2 separate regions of the Astyanax mexicanus genome follow, and region 1 is linked to region 2. Evidence: chromatin contacts called from public Hi-C data. All regions are on one chromosome and are shown on one strand. Each heading gives the region's core, a stretch centred on a gene start, on an enhancer-like site or on the middle of the called end of the contact. The rest is flanking DNA. Distances are from core to core; before and after follow the strand shown. Region 1 has its middle 20 kb from the start of mfsd2ab. Region 2 holds the start of yars1 (tyrosyl-tRNA synthetase 1).

Region 1 (3,424 bases), core at 576-3,075, 40 kb after region 2:
GACACGCGCGTTCCTTGTGACTGACGCTAAACTGTTTGATCCAGTTATTATATTTTATTATATTAATACCATTTTAAAGTTTTTCATTTCTATGTTTTGAAATTCGTTAGATTATATTTTTGTCCACATTTTGGGTTTATTTTCGTTTGTTATTTTTCTAATAATAATAGAATTATCATAATTTATTTTCAAAGTACCGTGCCCAACACTGGCTGACAATGAGCAAGTTTCCTGGCACAACCAGCATGAATGACATGAAATGTTTAAAATTAATACATTTATTATTATTATTATTTATATAATATAAATAATAATAGAATAATAATAATAGAATAATAATAGAATAATAATAAATAATAGAATAATATGCCAATTAGGCATATTTAGCAGTAGGGTATTTTTTCATCCCTGACTCTAATTCATTGAAGTCATATACCTGATTTGATCTTTTTCCGTACAGTCCCTGCTAAAGTTTTAGGTGAAGGAGACCTAAAGAAGGTCAGTGCATGTTTCTGGAAAAACAAAACAGTGGGCGTGGCATCCCGATGGTTACCATGCATCGCAATGTTGGGTCATAAATGAGGATGGACGATGATATCATCCGTCGGCACAACCCTATTTCTTGCATATTAATGTTGATGGGCCCCCTAGCTAAATTCGCCTTGAGCCCCCAAATTGCTAAGTCCGCCACTGGGTAGGGGCTAGATAGAGGAGTATAAAGCCCCTTCAGAACTGAGCTTTTGGGATGAGTTGGGGAGTTGTTGATGAGGTGTGGTGCTGATCATCCAACAACTTGCTGCTGCTGCTGCTGCTAAATTCAATCCAGTCCTCAAAGCAACCTCCTAATCTCTTGTTGTGGTTGAATAAGCTGTCTTCTTATATCCCTCCAGAAAGAACCCTGTTCAATATCAAGAAAAAAATCTAAGCTGTTTAATGAATATAGGGAAATTTTATAACATACCTAACATCTAGGACAATATTAGTAACTCATACCTAAAATTACTTAGGTAGTTACTATTACCGGGTGTGTTTGTGGATTTGTAATTTTATTTACTAGTATGCTAGCTCTGCTCTGTGGATTTCTCTACATCTTAATTGTTTGTTTGTTTACTCATCCTTTTTTCTTCAGTGGACTTTATTAATGGCACTGTGTGGGAATATTGTTGTGAGTGGGTTAGTTGTGTTAGTTGTGTTTATTGTGAAGTATCTGTCACATGTAATCTTGATTGTTAAAAAAATGAAAAAAATAAATATATATTGATTTTTTTTTAAATCATCAAAGCAATGCTTCAAAATCTAATAGAAACTTTTCATGTACAGTAAAGATATATTCTCCAACAAAATTAGTATCTCAAACAAACTCTCTTTTTAATACACTTGATTTGGAAAGAAACAATAAAGGACCAGATCAAATGTATACAAAAGTATTGAGACATCTAAAGTGATTGAGGGAGAGGTTGGGTGGAGTGGTTCTTCCATAGTATCACTCCAAAGAACCGTTCTTGGCTCATTTATTTTTAACAGTGTGTGTAATATCAGTAATATGATGCAATTAGACAGTTGCATTCGAGAGCCCTGCAGTGTGTCACACATGACTGTACAGGGGGAAAAACATAAACTAAAAAGTCACATGATTAAAGCCATTCATTGCTTTGTCACAGTGGTGTGACACACAGCCGTACCGTGAGGGTATCTGATCTTGGGGGCAGAAGTCAGCATTGACTGACGGCTTCCTGTCTATTTTAACTCCTCAGTGTTCAGACATGCCATAAAGATTCCCAGCGGCTCACCGCCTTCGTCATGAACTTTCCGTCCTGACCCCTGCCTGAAGTACGTAAAGAGGGGCCGTCGCCATACACAGGCATGCATGTGCCTCTGTCGTTATTTTCATCAGCAAGCATGGCCTGCACTTCATACCTTCACCTGTACAACCTGTGATGAAAGAAGAACTGGGCTGGGTCAGACTAATAGGCGTGTTAGGCTACTGAGATTATACACCATTATGATGGTTTAAATAACATGGTTCACACCCGTCCATCCACACATATACACTCACGCACACACCCATACACAGTAAATGTACTTCTTGAGGTTATTTTATATTATATAGAATATACAATACTGTACACTTTTAGACAATCTTTAAAAGTGTCAAAATGCTCCTTATCTGGAAGTAATGTTATAATAAGTATATATAAAATGAATGCTAAAAAATGTGGTTTTATAATAACTATGTTCATTAAAACATCTTCATAGCTCTCCTCATTGAAATCTAGTACCAAAAAAGTTATGACTGTATGACAAATTAAAATGATAATAAAAAAAAAACATAGTTTTCCTTACTTTTCCTTTTATTCCATTACAGACAGAATTAAGCCAATATACAGCTCTGGAAAAAAAAAGAGGCCACTTAAAAATGATGAGTTTTTTTTTTTTTACCAAATTGAAAACCTCTGAAATGTAATCAAGAGGAAGATGGATGATCACAAGCCATCAAACCAAACTGAACTGCTTGAATGTTTGCACCAGGAGTGGCATGAAGTTATCCAAAAGCAGTGTGTAAGACTGGTGGAGGAGAACATGCCAAGCCAAACTGTGATTAAAAATCAGGGTTATTCCACCAAATATTGATTTCTAAACTATTAAAACTTTCTAAATATGAACTTGTTTTCTTTGCATTATTTAAAGTCTGAAAGCTCTGCATCTTTTTGTTACTTCAGCCATTTCTTATTTTCTACAAATAAATGCTCTAAATTACAATATTTTTATTTGGGATTTGGGAAAAATGTTGTCTGTAGATTATAGAATAAAACAACAATGTTTATTTTACTCAAACATATAACTATGAAATAGCAAAATCATAAAAACTGATTCAGAAACTAAAGTGATCTCTTATTTTTTTCCAGAGCTGTATATATTAATAAATGAAATGAAGCTGATCAGATAAAACATAAAATATATTGGCTTCATCCTTTCTACAATAACACTTTTCATATTGTACTAACATTGTCTGATATGGTATCAATTTTCATCAGTGTATAATTATATTAAATAATGCGAGCTTTCAGTTGAACTCATCCATGTGCTCTCTGGGGAAGAAATCTGGAACCAAGTTTTGCTCTCAAACCAAAAACCTGATCTCAAATGTTTTCTTCAACACAAGAAAAGTTTTTTTTTTTATTCTCTTGCATCTTGCATTTAATGTGATCTGGAACTTCTGCAAGCCAAAATGTTATTTTTGCAGAGATAAATGACTTAAAATACTGGGCTTTTGTGTCTAAAGCGTCTGCACAGCATATACCATAACAGAATTGTAATGTGAGGTCTTCATAGTTGATGGCCTCATACCTCCAACAAGACAACTGATAGCCTAATTGAATGTAATGTTTTTATGTACTGGCCATAAATAACTGTGATCATAAAC
Region 2 (3,293 bases), core at 553-3,052:
CTGTTCTCCCATGATGCCCTGATGGTGATTCCAGACAATATACACAAGAAGGCACTAAAATAGAATATTAACATAAGTTAGACACAAATAGACAGAAAAACTACAGACAATGATTTAATCTATGTTTCAGTGCCAATTATGTCTTTGTTTTTCTATCCTGTTTCCTTTGCTTTTCTACTGTGATAGATTTATAATTGTGGGACTAATAAAGGATACTAATAAAGTATTAAAAATGCACAAAGCACTAGCTGTCCGTTTAACTTAAATGGGAAAGAGAGAGGAGGTTCAATGTAATGTCCACTCAACCATGATAAACTGTTTTTGTGTAAAGATCCTTTAGGAAGGAAACCCACGCAATGAACCTCTTGTCTGCTGGAAGGCACACTTTGGACATGTAGCTAGTTTCTTCTTTGAACCCAGTCAAAGTTTCTTCTGAAATTAAGGATACTGATATGGAGCTTGATGTTTCTTTCATTTCCTTTTCTGCAGTAATAGTAGCAAGCTAGCCAACAGGCTGAAGAGCAGCTACTCCAGAGTGTCCCATTCAATGGCCAGTAAAGTTATATAGAGACTGTAAACTCCTGTGTCAGCAGTCACACAGCATGCAGCAGTTCACTAACGGCAAATCTCCACATCTATTCATATAAACAGACAACCACACATTTACCATCAACCGCAATATAGCTCAATAAGGTTTAAATCAGGGACAAAACCACACTAACTGGACTAACAGGTACATTACATATTAAGCCCTGAAATTATACCCTGAAATATTATATCACCCACCCTTAATAATCACATCAGGGTACTACTTATGTTTGCTGTTTTAGCAAAAGAAACATTTAGACTGTTCTAATTTCCTATTATATATCTACTAGAGAAAGATTATATCTGTCCAGTATCATTTTTTATTTATTTTACTTTAGTCCTGGATATGTGGAGATATATGGAGTGCATTATTATTATCAAAACATTCTGGATCATTGACTTCTGTTTCAAATATGATACACTTATTGTATTTTTTTATATATCAGTTAAGGGTGTGCCATAAGCTTCATTTTATTGCAGTAGTGTATTATTGATTTTTTTTTTAATTCAGTGTTTTGTCATATCTCCAAGAATATCATTATCGTGAAAATACCATGGAATATCGTGATAATTTTTAGGGCCATATCGCCCACCCCTAAACCAAATTCCTTTGATTAATCTCCTAGCTCTATTGTGAACTATAGGTAATATGTCTTTAATAACTAGCTGTATGACCTGCAGCACGCCAGTACAAAAAATAACGTACAACATATAACTTAATACCTTTAAATCACTGTTTTAAAACCAAGTTAAACTAGTCCAAGATATATATATATATATATATTATCCTTTCAATAGGAAACCTCCATTCAGAATACTGTGTGGTCTAAACTAGGATTAGTCCCTGTTTGAGAAACTGCCCCACAGTGTCTACAACCTGGATTTATACGTTATTTAAACCAGAGCTAATTTAAAGCAGCCGATAGTCAGTAAGCTAGTTATCTAGTCTAGCTAACGACTAGACTTCCTCGAAACATATGCTAAATCATATTCATATTTAATCTATCCTCAATAAACGCTCGATTATTCACTTTCCGGTAAAGCATACATGTCCGTTGTTTAATTATGAGTGTATAATAGCTGGTGAGAGAGCTGGTAAACCCTATAAAGCCTTTAATGCGTAATAAAATGAAGGTAAATCATCAGACAGAGCTGAAACCCGTACCGGAGCGCCGTGTCTCTGCAGACTCAGAAAACGTGTAGTTTGCTGCCGGTTACCTCATCTCTTTCAAAATAAAAGTCTTTACTCTTCCCAAAAAATGTAATAACTATTTATTTTTTTATTAAATGTCCGCAAATAGCTTCACGATATTGAATAAAAGGACAGACCACAAAATCTAAGTTTAATAGTAATAATCATATATATAGAGGATAAATATTTTATTTATGTTTAATACTATTAGAAACGGGATTTGAAATCTGAGCGTTGCATCAGCGCTGTGTAATCTATTGTCGAGTCTGATCCTCAGGATTAATAATCGATAAAAGATCTCTCTGTGAGTTTCTGTTATCCAGGCACTAGATGGAGCACGTGCGTAAACCATAAGTATTGTAAAGAGACGTCGGAAAAATTAATATTTTAAGTTACTTATATTATATTATATATTTAATAAATTATATGAACCACAGTCTTATAATATATATATAATAATGTATAAATTAATTATTATTATTATATTATTTCATACATTAATATTACAATTTGCACATGATGTACAACTTATTTTACCTTCTATACTGGTAAAGAATTATTTTACATTTCACATATTACTGATTATTTACACAGATTAGTATCGTCATCTTTCAAATAAAATTGTAATCTAACTGCCATTTTTTGTTTGTATTTTTTTTTTTTTTTTGATAAATTATCTCCTTGTGATGCTGCATGGACACCTGTGGTAAAGTCTCCTGCACCCTCAGCTGATCAATTAATTTCTACCCCTTTAGTATAATGGCCTATATTAAGAATATTAAGAATGTGACTTAAGCTAATTTATTATAACTAAGACAAAATAAAATGTGAATCTGGTCATTTTAATAGCTTTCAAAAATTGAGCTACCTTTACTGAACTGACTTTAATTAATCAGTCCCTAAAGGGAAAGTGATGCTATTTTTACTATAATATAAAGTTATTTCTTAATAATAAAGGATATAGGCTACACATATTGCATAGTTATTCAGTCATATTATTGAGTTTATTAGGTTTTTTAGATTGCATTTTAGTCTGCAAAATAGTCTATAAGAAAAAAAACTATAAAGCTAGCTAAAAATGCTCTACAATTTGTTGCTGTTAAAGTGTTTTCTCTCTTTTCAATCAGTATTAAACAAATGTTTAAGAAGGACTGTCCCTGCTTGGTTTTACTGCATGATTGTATGATAAACTATTCTCTTAAACCATTACTAATCTTTAAATAGCCATAACAACTGTCAAATGTTTTTTGTGTTTCCTGAAAAACTTGTTCCTTCATTTTCACAGACTCAAATGTAATGGTACAATTAATTGATAAGCATTTTTAATGATGGCCTCTCCAGTTCCTTCCTTATTTTATGACAATTTAAGGCAAATGGCTGAAGATTGCTATGTGTTTGCATTTATTTGCATTCAGACGCTGTTCATGGCTGCTACATGCAATGCAAAGATGAGTTCAATTAATAGACCCTCATTAAGACCTATCCAGAGATAACAGAGACTTGGAAACGTTAG

Evidence for each region. Hi-C and Micro-C count contacts between places; a contact is called where the count stands out from the background.
Region 1: a contact with region 2 is called in a Hi-C map of blood, with 8 times the contacts expected there. The contact joins the enhancer-like site here to the promoter of yars1 in region 2. A contact is called at or near these places in 2 of 3 Hi-C or Micro-C datasets (blood and muscle).

Annotation. Positions count from the first base shown.
Region 1 is chr3:44,959,271-44,962,694 of AstMex3_surface, forward strand. No RefSeq gene overlaps it. Among protein-coding and RNA genes, the nearest start is that of mfsd2ab, 20 kb to the left of the region's middle. Within about 2 kb of position 1,826, the one cell type or tissue checked has an H3K27ac peak away from gene starts, as active enhancers do.
Region 2 is chr3:44,919,424-44,922,716 of AstMex3_surface, forward strand. It overlaps yars1 (tyrosyl-tRNA synthetase 1), which reads right to left and starts at 1,803. Exons shown (of 14, transcript XM_007249282.4): 1 at 1,754-1,803; 2 at 1-54. The coding sequence starts at 12.